Regions from separate parts of the Mus musculus genome. Here region 2 is linked to region 1. The links are chromatin contacts, called in public HiChIP or PLAC-seq maps. All regions are on one chromosome and are shown on one strand. Each heading gives the region's core, a stretch centred on a gene start, on an enhancer-like site or on the middle of the called end of the contact. The rest is flanking DNA. Distances are from core to core; before and after follow the strand shown.

Region 1 (4,621 bases), core at 979-3,478:
GCCCAGGATGCTTCACAATGTGAAATCTGCATTGCAGAAACCAGGGTTGGGCAGAACTTTAGAGGTGTTCTAGTTGCAACTTGAGTCTGTAAAGCAGCCCAAGTCTCATGAGATGTCAGTGGGCAGTCTCTGTGTGTATGTGGATCTGAAAAAGTTTCATATTCAATTTGCCTCTTGATGATCCACAACACTCTTTATATATTAAGGATTCGGGTAAGTTCTATTATGCTTAATTTCATGTACCGATTTGTGTCCTCTAGGCACACACACACACACACACACACACACACACACACACACAAAGGTAGAGGTTATGGTTGTCAACTTAATATACCTGGATTGAAGAACTGTTTCCATAAGAATGGGCGAGTCATGTTCTTGATTGTTAATTGATGTAGGAGGGCAGGCCCAGTGTACTGTGAGCACTTGCCACCCCTAGGCAAGTGGCCTAGGTTGTATGAGACAGGGAACAGAGAGCCAGAGGGAGCAAGCTAGTAAGCAGTGTTCCTCAGCTTCTGCTTCAAGTTCCTGCCTGGAGTTCCTATCTTGGCTTCCCTCTGTGATGGACTGTAACCTCTATACCAAACAGACCCTCACACATCCTAGGTTGCTGTGGGTTATGATTTGTATCCTAGCAACAGAGAGCAAACTGGAACAGAGGTGCAAGAGAGCTGGGCATGTGATTTACATCTGTAATCTCAACACTTGGGAGGTTGGGCAGGGGGCATTGCTTCAAGTGTGTGGCCAGCCTGAGCTATAGAGTAAGACACTGCTCAGAAAACTGAACAAGAAAAGATGCAGGAGGCTTTGGGGTACCAACTGTGAGGATACAGAGAACAGGAGGTAGGGAAGCCTTCTGAGCCCAAGGAAGCTCTTACAAGAACAAGGAAGAGAGAGAAAAATACCACAGGGCAAAGGACACAATGTAGCTCTGAGGAAACTCAGCCCGAGACTCCAGAACAATGAAGGCTTGGTGAAGATCTGCCTGGGCTGCAATGGCTGGTCCAGAACCTCTGTGTGCTGTCACTGATGGAGCAGCGTGGGGAGTCCATGCCTCCTTCTCAAAGGCTTAGCACATGTTCGTTCATTCATTAGTTCAGCTCGGGAGCCCAGGGAGCCGTGTTCTGCCATCATTGCCATTGGCGTCTAGAGATTCGTTTGCTTCCTTAGGACCATGCAGCCAGAGAATTGTGGCTCTGGATTGTGAAGGCGGGCTGCAGCTGGGAACTCTGACCCTGGATGTAGGACGTGGATTTACGTCAGTCCAAGGGAGAAGCTAACGCCCTGAACTCAATGTCAACGCACTGCGGACTGCAGGACTGGTGTCACTAGTCACTTCTGTGACTTCCAGACACTCTGCTCCTCTCCCTTCCCCTCCCAGCAGACCTCTTCTCTTCCTCTGTCCTGGATAGACTGCCTTAAGTAGCCCTCCCCCTCTTTCCCTGTGCTGTGTCTTCTCGTAGGACCTTTTGCCTTTTCTGTCTCAAAAGCCGCAGGTGTTTTTACTTGCCATCAGGGGTCACTTGTGAATTCATCTAGGATTTGGGATAAAATAACCAGGATGCTTCCGCTGGTAGAGACTTCCACCCTTCCTGTCCCCTCCTCCTGTTCTTTCTTTCTCCCTCTCCCTTTCTCCTTCCTTTTCCCTTTATACACCCAAGGAGGTACGGACTTGGGGTTGTCCGTTCACTAAAACATTAGCTTGGTCTCTGAGGCACGGCTAGAGGAGGTTCCGTGGTGCCCCTTCATCCTCCCGTAGGATCTGAAGTCCTGGGGAGTCGTTCCTTGCACCCAGCCCTTCTAGAGAGGGAGCCTGTGAGCAACAGCGCTGCTCATCCGGGGCTGTTTGAGGCTCTGCCCATCAGCACTTAGGAGAGAAGAGGGAAACCCTGCCTGGGGCCAAAAAAGGGCATAATCTGCGGGGAACCTCAGAGCTGAGCCTGGGGCTGAGTCACACTCAGTTATGTGTCTCCACAGCTGCTGACTCAGAGCACAGGTTCCTTAGTTTTCACAAGAGAGGTTCTGAGGGGGCTGGAGGCAGGACCTTCCCGCTCATCTAGTCCACTATCTGTGGATGGGCAGCTGAAGGCTGGTGGTCCAGCCCTTTTAGGAGGGCTTGGTGTCAGCTGGGGATGGGGCTATCAGGCTCCCCTGAGACAGTTCACTGGGCCTCTGCTCTTTGGGCTGTGCCCAGTCTGAATGGACTGAGGGTGTGGTTGAAGTCCAGCCCTGAGCAGGTTCTGCAGGGAGGCCTCGGCCTCCTGACTCACGACCAAAAGGGAGTGCCTAGAGCAGACTCGGCACTAATTAAAATGCAAATCACACCAGGAGGGGAGCTTTCTGATTTCCCTCCTGAGGTGTGAGCCCATAAACCGGAAGGAATTCTGTTCAATGTTTAATTATTTTTATTTATGTATGGGGAGGGCTGCAAGTCTCTCTCACAGGGACCAGAGGAGGACAGAGGGTGTCTCCTTGTACCACTTTCTGCCTTGTTCCTCTTTTGTTGAACCTGGAACTCCCTCGCTTTTGTCAGCTAGCCAGCCACGCCCCAAAACCTAGCGATTCCCCAGTCTCCACCCACCTCAGTGCAGCGGTTACCGGTGCGTGCAGGACCACTCCCAGGTTTTAGGTGGGCCTTGGAGTCCGAACTGCGGTCCTCAGCTTGTACAGTAATCCTGCGCCATAAGCACTTAACAACCCAGCCACCTCTTCAGCCCCATTAGCTCTTTTTAAATGTCCCCTGGTGCCACAAATATCTGCCGGACTGTCCACTAGTCTGTGGGTTCCTCTGCTCTCTCCTTTTTCTTTTTTTGGAATTAACTATTTATTATTATGCATTAGTTGTACAAAACAATTGATAACATTGAGACATTCTCACATATTTACATAAAGGACTTTGATAACAGTGTCCCACTCCACCTCCACCTCTGCTTCTCTTGTGTCTTTTCCTCCCTGCTCCCCCACTTCTTGTCCCTTATTTTTCAACCTGGGTTCCTCCTGCTTTCTATCATCATCATCATCATTATTCTGGTTCTGAGGCTGAGTATAGTGGCACTTGTCTGTAATCTTGGCACTCCAGAGGAGAAACAGATCAGAAAAAAATGTGTGTGTGTGTGTGTGTGTGTGTGTGTGTGTGTGTGTGAGAGAGAGAGAGAGAGAGAGAGAGAGAGAGAGAGAGAGAGAGAGAGTTCACTCTTTGTGGCTGGGTAATACTCCACGGTGTAAAGGTAGCACATTTTCTTTGTTCACTCATCCTCTGAGGGACTGCCTCCCAGGCTGCCTCCCGACCTGGCTGCTGTGATTGGTGCATCATAAGCAAAGGGTGCAGCTCTCTATTGTAAGCTGACTTATATCCCTGGGTTTGATGCAGATAGATCTTATAATCGTTCTTTTTTTTTTCTTTTTTTGAGGGACTGCAACACATATTCTCGTAATTTACATTCCTTCAGCAGCCTATCATATCTTCTCTTGATGATACTCATTCTAATCACAGTGAGATGAATTCTGTGTAAATACCCTGATGGTTTAGGGTGCCAATGTGTTTGCATGTTTATTGTCTATTTCACTTCATCTCTGGGGACTGTCTATTCATTTAATTTGTCCACTTAATAATTGAATTTTGTATTTGTGTGTGTGTGTGTGTTCCTTATAGATTCTGGATATGAGTTCTCTATCAGATGTATAGGTGACAACTCTCTCCCATCCTGTAGGCTCTCTTCACTAAGTTAATTGGTTCCTTTGCTGTCCAGAAACCTTTTAAGTCGATTCAACCCCATTTGACAATTCTTGCTATTTCTTCCTGAGCTAGCAGAGTGAGTCCTTTTCAGAAAACTCTTGCTTGTACCTGACTCTTCAAGCATCCCTTGCCCCATGGTTTCAAGCTATTTTTATATTTTACATTAGGGTCTTTTTGGTATATTTTAAATTAATTTTTTTTTGTGCAGGGTGAGAGATAGTTTTATTATTCCACAGTAGATACCCAGTTTCTCCATTTGTGCAGGGACTATCATTTCTCCAACTTACACTCTTGCTACAATCATCAAAGATTAAGTGATTCTAGATTCCAATAGTTGACTGCCAGGATTAACCAGTGTAGCATCCCTTCATGATAAGACTCTTGAGGGAGCAGAAAGGACACAGTGTGACATAATAAAGGCAGTATGCATGGCAAATTCATAGCCAATATCATGTCAAAGAAGGAACAACTTATAAAATCAGAATGAGACAAAGTTTCCATTCTCTGCTCCTAAACCATCTTAACTAGAGTGGTAAGGCAGGAGAAAGGGATAAGAGATACACATTGAAAAGGAAGAAGACAAAGTATCAGTGTGTAGACAACAGAATACTTAAACATTATTTATACTCTCCATGGAAACACATTTCTGTGTGTACCTGTAAGGGTGTTTCCAGAAAGGTTTAACTGAGTACAGAGGTTCACCTTGAACATGAATGACACTATCCCATAGGCTGGTGTGCTAGGATGAATAAAGAGGAGAAAATTAGCTGAGTACCAGCATTTATCTCTCATTGCTTCTTGATTCCAGATGCAGTGTGACCTGCTGTGATGCCTCATGCTCTTGTTGCCATGACTTTCCAGTTGTGATGGACTGTATCCTTGAAC
Region 2 (5,073 bases), core at 686-3,185, 590 kb after region 1:
ATATTAAGTTTTATTTTAATAGTATTGGAATATAATTCACATACCACATATATACCCACTTAACACATGTATGTATATATATATATATATATATTTTAACATTTTCACAGAGCTGGGTAACCAAACCCACAACTACACGCTGACACTCAGAGACGGCGCCACAGGAACAGCATGGGCAGAGCCATCACTGAGCTCTGAGGAGAATGTACTCTATATACAGAGAGATTACAGCGCTGAGCAGGGACATCAACCAGTGCCATGTCACGCCTCAGGACACCCTGAAACCACACAAGTTAGGAGACGTTGCTATCCTTAGAGCAAAAAAAAAAAAAAAGGTCCAGAAAGCTACAATTCTGAACTACTTCATAGGAAGAATTCTCACAGAAATGGGATTTTACGGAATACATTTGGGCTGTAAAACACAGAAACATTTTTCCTCCCCCTCTCCATCACTTTCTGTTTCTAAGCTGAGAAACTGTTGGGGATGTCTGACCTTCACTCCCTGAGGAAGTGCAGGCTTCACTTTACTTTAGATATGCAGAAACTGCCAACATCAGCTGAAAAGAAAGACTGAGGTTACCACAAAGATGCTCCCTCCTAGAGAAACATTAGATTCTTTTGAAGTTTCTGTACTAACAGGCATGGCAAGCAGATGTTAGAAACATTCTCCCACGACACAGGTAAAACCTCTTGAAAGCGTCGCTCTTCAGGGCTGCTTTCTCTACCCCTCCTTCCTCAAGCTGATCCCGGGGAAAGTCTAACTTTGAGAGTGTCCCCTATGTCCATCAGAGCATCACATCTGCCCTTCAGTGTCCAGTGCTAATCAACAGCCAGGTTAAACAGACAGACAGACAGACAGACAGACACACACACACACACACACACACACACACACACACACACAATCTTTTGGAGGGTTAATTCACCTTTTGGTATCATGCCTGCTTCCAGACAGTCAAACCATTCAACTCAAGACACAACAGCCTTCAGCCGATTCAGTTAGACTTAGCCTTCTCCTTGCAGAGAAAAGAGGCCTCAGGACAGATAGCACTTGGACACTATGGGCACTATGGTGTGGTTCTTGACAGTTCCCTAGCCACAGACTCACTGCGTGCTAGTCTTTTCCTCAAGAAAGCATCAAACAGGCTTTTAAAAGCACTTGCAAACTAGAGTACCCATAAATAGTAACTGTCATCAGCACCTCAGCCAGGGAAGGGCAACAGTGCTAGAAAGCTCGGTTCCTGTCCTCTGATGGCCAGTGAGTGCCTGTGAACATACTACACACTCATGGTGCAACCAGTCAGTGGGGAGAGCAGGGAGGTGACTGGAGCTTTCAAAGAAGGTGGCAAGCAAAAGAAGTGGAGAAACAGCAAAGTTCACAGGAGACTAGGGCGAGGAAAGCAATGGCTTTAGGCTTGCTCCTCTTGATGTACTTTTCATACTTTTGGAAGAAGGAACCGTAGGACAAAGGAGTGAAGATACAATATGAAAACCCGCCTCCAGCTGGGTGTCTCTGGTAAGTGCAGAATGGCCACTGCAGGCAGCTCAGGGACAGCTCAGCCTTCTACATTCTAGCCAGCTCCCAGCAAGTGAGAAGACCAAACCTACAAAAGAGGGCTCTGGGTGTGTCTGAGCTCTACAGTAGGCTCCACAGCAAAGCCAGAAAGGCATCAAGCAGCACGGTGGGTCTCAGCAGTGGCACCACACAGTGCCGTGGCATCACTGTCAGGGGATACCCAGGAAGTGCTCGTGTGTCCCAGAAAGAATCTGAAATGAGGAGTCTGCACTTTGATGATCGCTCTTTCAAAGATTTCCAACAAAAACAAAACCATCCTTCGTCATTAAGTATTTGCATGAATCATCCCTGGCACACAGGCTCCATCTGAGCATGAAACAGATACCCGGAGACAAGCTAAGCCTGCACTCCAGAGCATTCCTCACGCACCACAGAGGAGTGTTTATGGTCTGTGTCAAGGGACTCGAGGGAAGACAGGAACCACAACCGTGTGTGTAGTGCATTTTCTGAATGCTTAAGAGATGCAGGCTAAAGATGTTGTCTATCTTGATATCAGAAGTAGCTGAACAGACGAGACACAAAATAAACCAAGAGGTGAGAAGAAAGTCAGAGTGGAGATTAACATTTGAGGAGCACCTGATAAACTGTATGCTTCCTAAACACTAAAAAAGTAAACTTAGCATATGCTTAATACATAAGAGGATAGTGAGATCAGAATAGTGAGATCAGAAGATATGTGGGAGGAGCAGGGGTTTATCCACACTTCATGAAAACGTCCCTGCATTACTCAAGACTTGGGGGCTAGCATGGGAGCGGCTTTCTGAAACTCACTGATCATTAACGACTCCTGTTAATGTAGTTCTTTTGGAAATCCATCAAGCATGGTTAAGTGATACAGACGACTCATGAGGAAACAGACAGAGCTCTTCCTTTAGCTTCTGTGACACTTGCTAATAGCTGAATATAAAAACTGACAGGGACCAGGGGTGGGACTCGGTGGCAGCACACTTGGTGAGGGTGTACAGACCCTGGAGTGATTCTCGGTACTGTGAAAGGGATGGCATAACTCCCACGGGCCCAATTGGCATGAGGCCTTTAGGACTGTAAGGAACCTCACGAGCCACTCATTCAAAGGAGAAAGAGGTCTCAAGCCGCTTAGTTACGAGCAGGAAAGCCGTGCCTAGAACCCACACCCAGCCCTGGAAAAGCAGCTGTACACTGAGGCCTCAGTGCTTGTTAGCTGAGAAAGGACAGAAGGCGGAGTGGGGAAAGCTGTCTCAGCAGCAACTGTTCCAGGCAGACAAGAGGGTGTGTGTGCAGGGTGCTCACTGAGGTCAGGGGTGAGTGCCAATCTAGCAGCAAGGATGATGCCTAAATGAATGGTGCTGTGCCCCATGCCATGAGACGCTGCAGAGAATACACACACACACACACACTGACATGGAAAGGGCTACATGGCAAAGCTAAGTGTCCAGCAAGTTATACATTGGTTATGTGAACCACGTACAAACGCACAGATGCATTTATGAAGAGGGAAGGGAACAAACCAAACTAGTTTATCATAGAGGACACAGGACGGATGGGAAGAGAATCAGGAAAGGCCACTACCTTGAATGGTTTCAGTTTTTTAAGACTACCATGTAGACTAAAAGAAGCAGCATTCTACCCCGATAAGAAGCTTTCAAAGAACTTAAAATAGATTGAATTTAAAAACTATTCTTAATCCTATTTAAGCCTAATATTTACTACACCTAAACTAAGTGTTACCAAGAGAGACAGGAGGCAAGGCATGGAAGCAGTGCTGCCCACTTCCTGCCCTGGGCATTCCTGAAGCAGCGTGCGTGCACACAGCCACCAAGAGCCTGAACGCGGAGGAGAGATCAAGAGATGGGAACAAGAAGCGGCTCAAGCTCCAAAAGCAAGAACTGCTCTGGTAGAAGCTGCTGCTATGGAGGAGCTGCTATGGAGGACTGAGCTGATAGGCCTGGGCAGGATAAACTTGAGACGAGGAACACTAAAGACAAGAAGCCCAACTTGGGAGGTGCTTCAGTGAGGGGGCTTGGTATAAAATGGTGACCAAAAAAAATGTACAAGAATTTAACTTCAACGACTTAGGAAGCCTCTCAAAAATCTTTGTAAACATGTAAATCAAGATCGCAAGTGTTAGGTGTTCTAACTGCATGTGTTATTACACAAAAAACAAATATTTAGGTTAAACAAAGGTTTACACTTGGTAGGACTACTGGATATGGGATGTGGGATATGGGATACTGGATATGGGATATGGGATGGTACACATTCAGTAAGTAGAAATGCCTCAAGCTATGTTCCCATGCTTGGCTTTAGACAAGAACTTGTTTCTGAGCTTCCTCGTGTGAAGTCAGTGGCAGTCTGGGTAATGACACAGTGTGGTCCAGAACACTGGTCTGGAGGTTGGGGTCAGCTTTGTGTTCTGGTGGCTTTTATTAAGCTGAACACAACAAATATATTTCATTAAGATAAGACACACAAGTACTGCTGCTTTCAGAATGTTATGGGTTATGTCCATAAAAACTCACTTTTATGTTTTCATTACAAACCACGCGTTCCTCAGATGAGATTTCGCATGGTGATTATACCTCAGTGAAAGCAAACACTGCCTTGTTTAAGTAAGCTCAGATCAATTGCTTAATTTGTATCCAATCTAAAATTGACTCTGTTATAGCAGGCCAAGGCTTTTATTAATTGAGAGCAAAGTAAAGATAGGAGCTGGGAGGATGGCTCGGTCGGTGGTTAAGAGCATTTGCTTCTCTTCCTAAGACCTAGGTTTGATTCCCAGCATCCACATGGAGGCTCACAACCAGTTCTAACAGGGACCTGATGTCCACTTCTAACTTCTATGCACATCATATGCACTGAGCATAGAAACACATGTAGGCAAAACACCCATATGCAGAGAATAAAGTAAATATAACACAGTATAAATGCAACCACCATTCCTAAACTCCGGTTATTTTGTATTCTAAATTTGTCTAATTTTTAGTATACCTACATTCAAGGTAGGAATTACAAACCCTTCTTAATATTAGTCATCTTTCTTGAATTCAACTCAGACAGGACTCCGGGGAAAGGAGTTAAACAACGGTCCGACGCGTCCCACGGAATTCCAAAGTGTAAGTGACTCCTTGCAGCTGCTGTGCCAGCCGTTTCTCAGGAGGAGGGGAGTCTAATGTATTGTCCAACATCTGCAGAGATTCCTGTTTCACTTCTGAGAACAGGAAGTGGGGACACTTGATTTTCCCTTACATTTTACTTTTTTAACTTTGTATTGATTCTTTGTAGTTTCACAGCACATACTTCTGCCCCACTCGTTTCCCTGTCTGCCCTTCGCCCTTGCAACTTCCCTTTCCAAAATTTAAAAAAAAAAAAAAAAAAAGAAGGAAGGAAGGAAGGAGGGAGGGAGGGAGGGAGGGAGGGAGGGAGGGAGGGAGGGAGGGAGGGAGGGAGGAAGGAAGGAAGGAAGGAAGGAAGGAAGGAAGGAAGGAAGGAAGGAAGGAAGGGAAAAAGGAAAAACGAAA

What was found. HiChIP or PLAC-seq counts read pairs in DNA pulled down with a chosen protein or histone mark.
Region 2: a contact with region 1 is called in an H3K27ac HiChIP or PLAC-seq map of the NIH/3T3 cell line, with 2.8 times the contacts expected there. The contact joins two enhancer-like sites. A contact is called at or near these places in 6 of 39 promoter capture datasets (the 3T3-L1 cell line, embryonic stem cells, frontonasal cranial neural crest and 3 more) and 2 of 115 datasets of contacts at active chromatin or transcription factors (the NIH/3T3 cell line and bone marrow-derived macrophages).

The regions. Positions count from the first base shown.
Region 1 is chr1:182,526,198-182,530,818 of GRCm38.p6, forward strand. No RefSeq gene overlaps it. Among named protein-coding and RNA genes, the nearest start is that of Capn2, 11 kb to the left of the region's middle. Within about 2 kb of position 2,229, at least 239 of the 459 cell types and tissues checked have an H3K27ac peak or open chromatin away from gene starts, as enhancers often do. A contact at or near this core is called in the NIH/3T3 cell line, where this site is marked.
Region 2 is chr1:183,111,941-183,117,013 of GRCm38.p6, forward strand. All of the region lies in intron 4 of Disp1 (dispatched RND transporter family member 1), which reads right to left. Among named protein-coding and RNA genes, the nearest start is that of Gm33747, 49 kb to the left of the region's middle. Within about 2 kb of position 1,936, at least 83 of the 459 cell types and tissues checked have an H3K27ac peak or open chromatin away from gene starts, as enhancers often do. A contact at or near this core is called in the NIH/3T3 cell line, where this site is marked.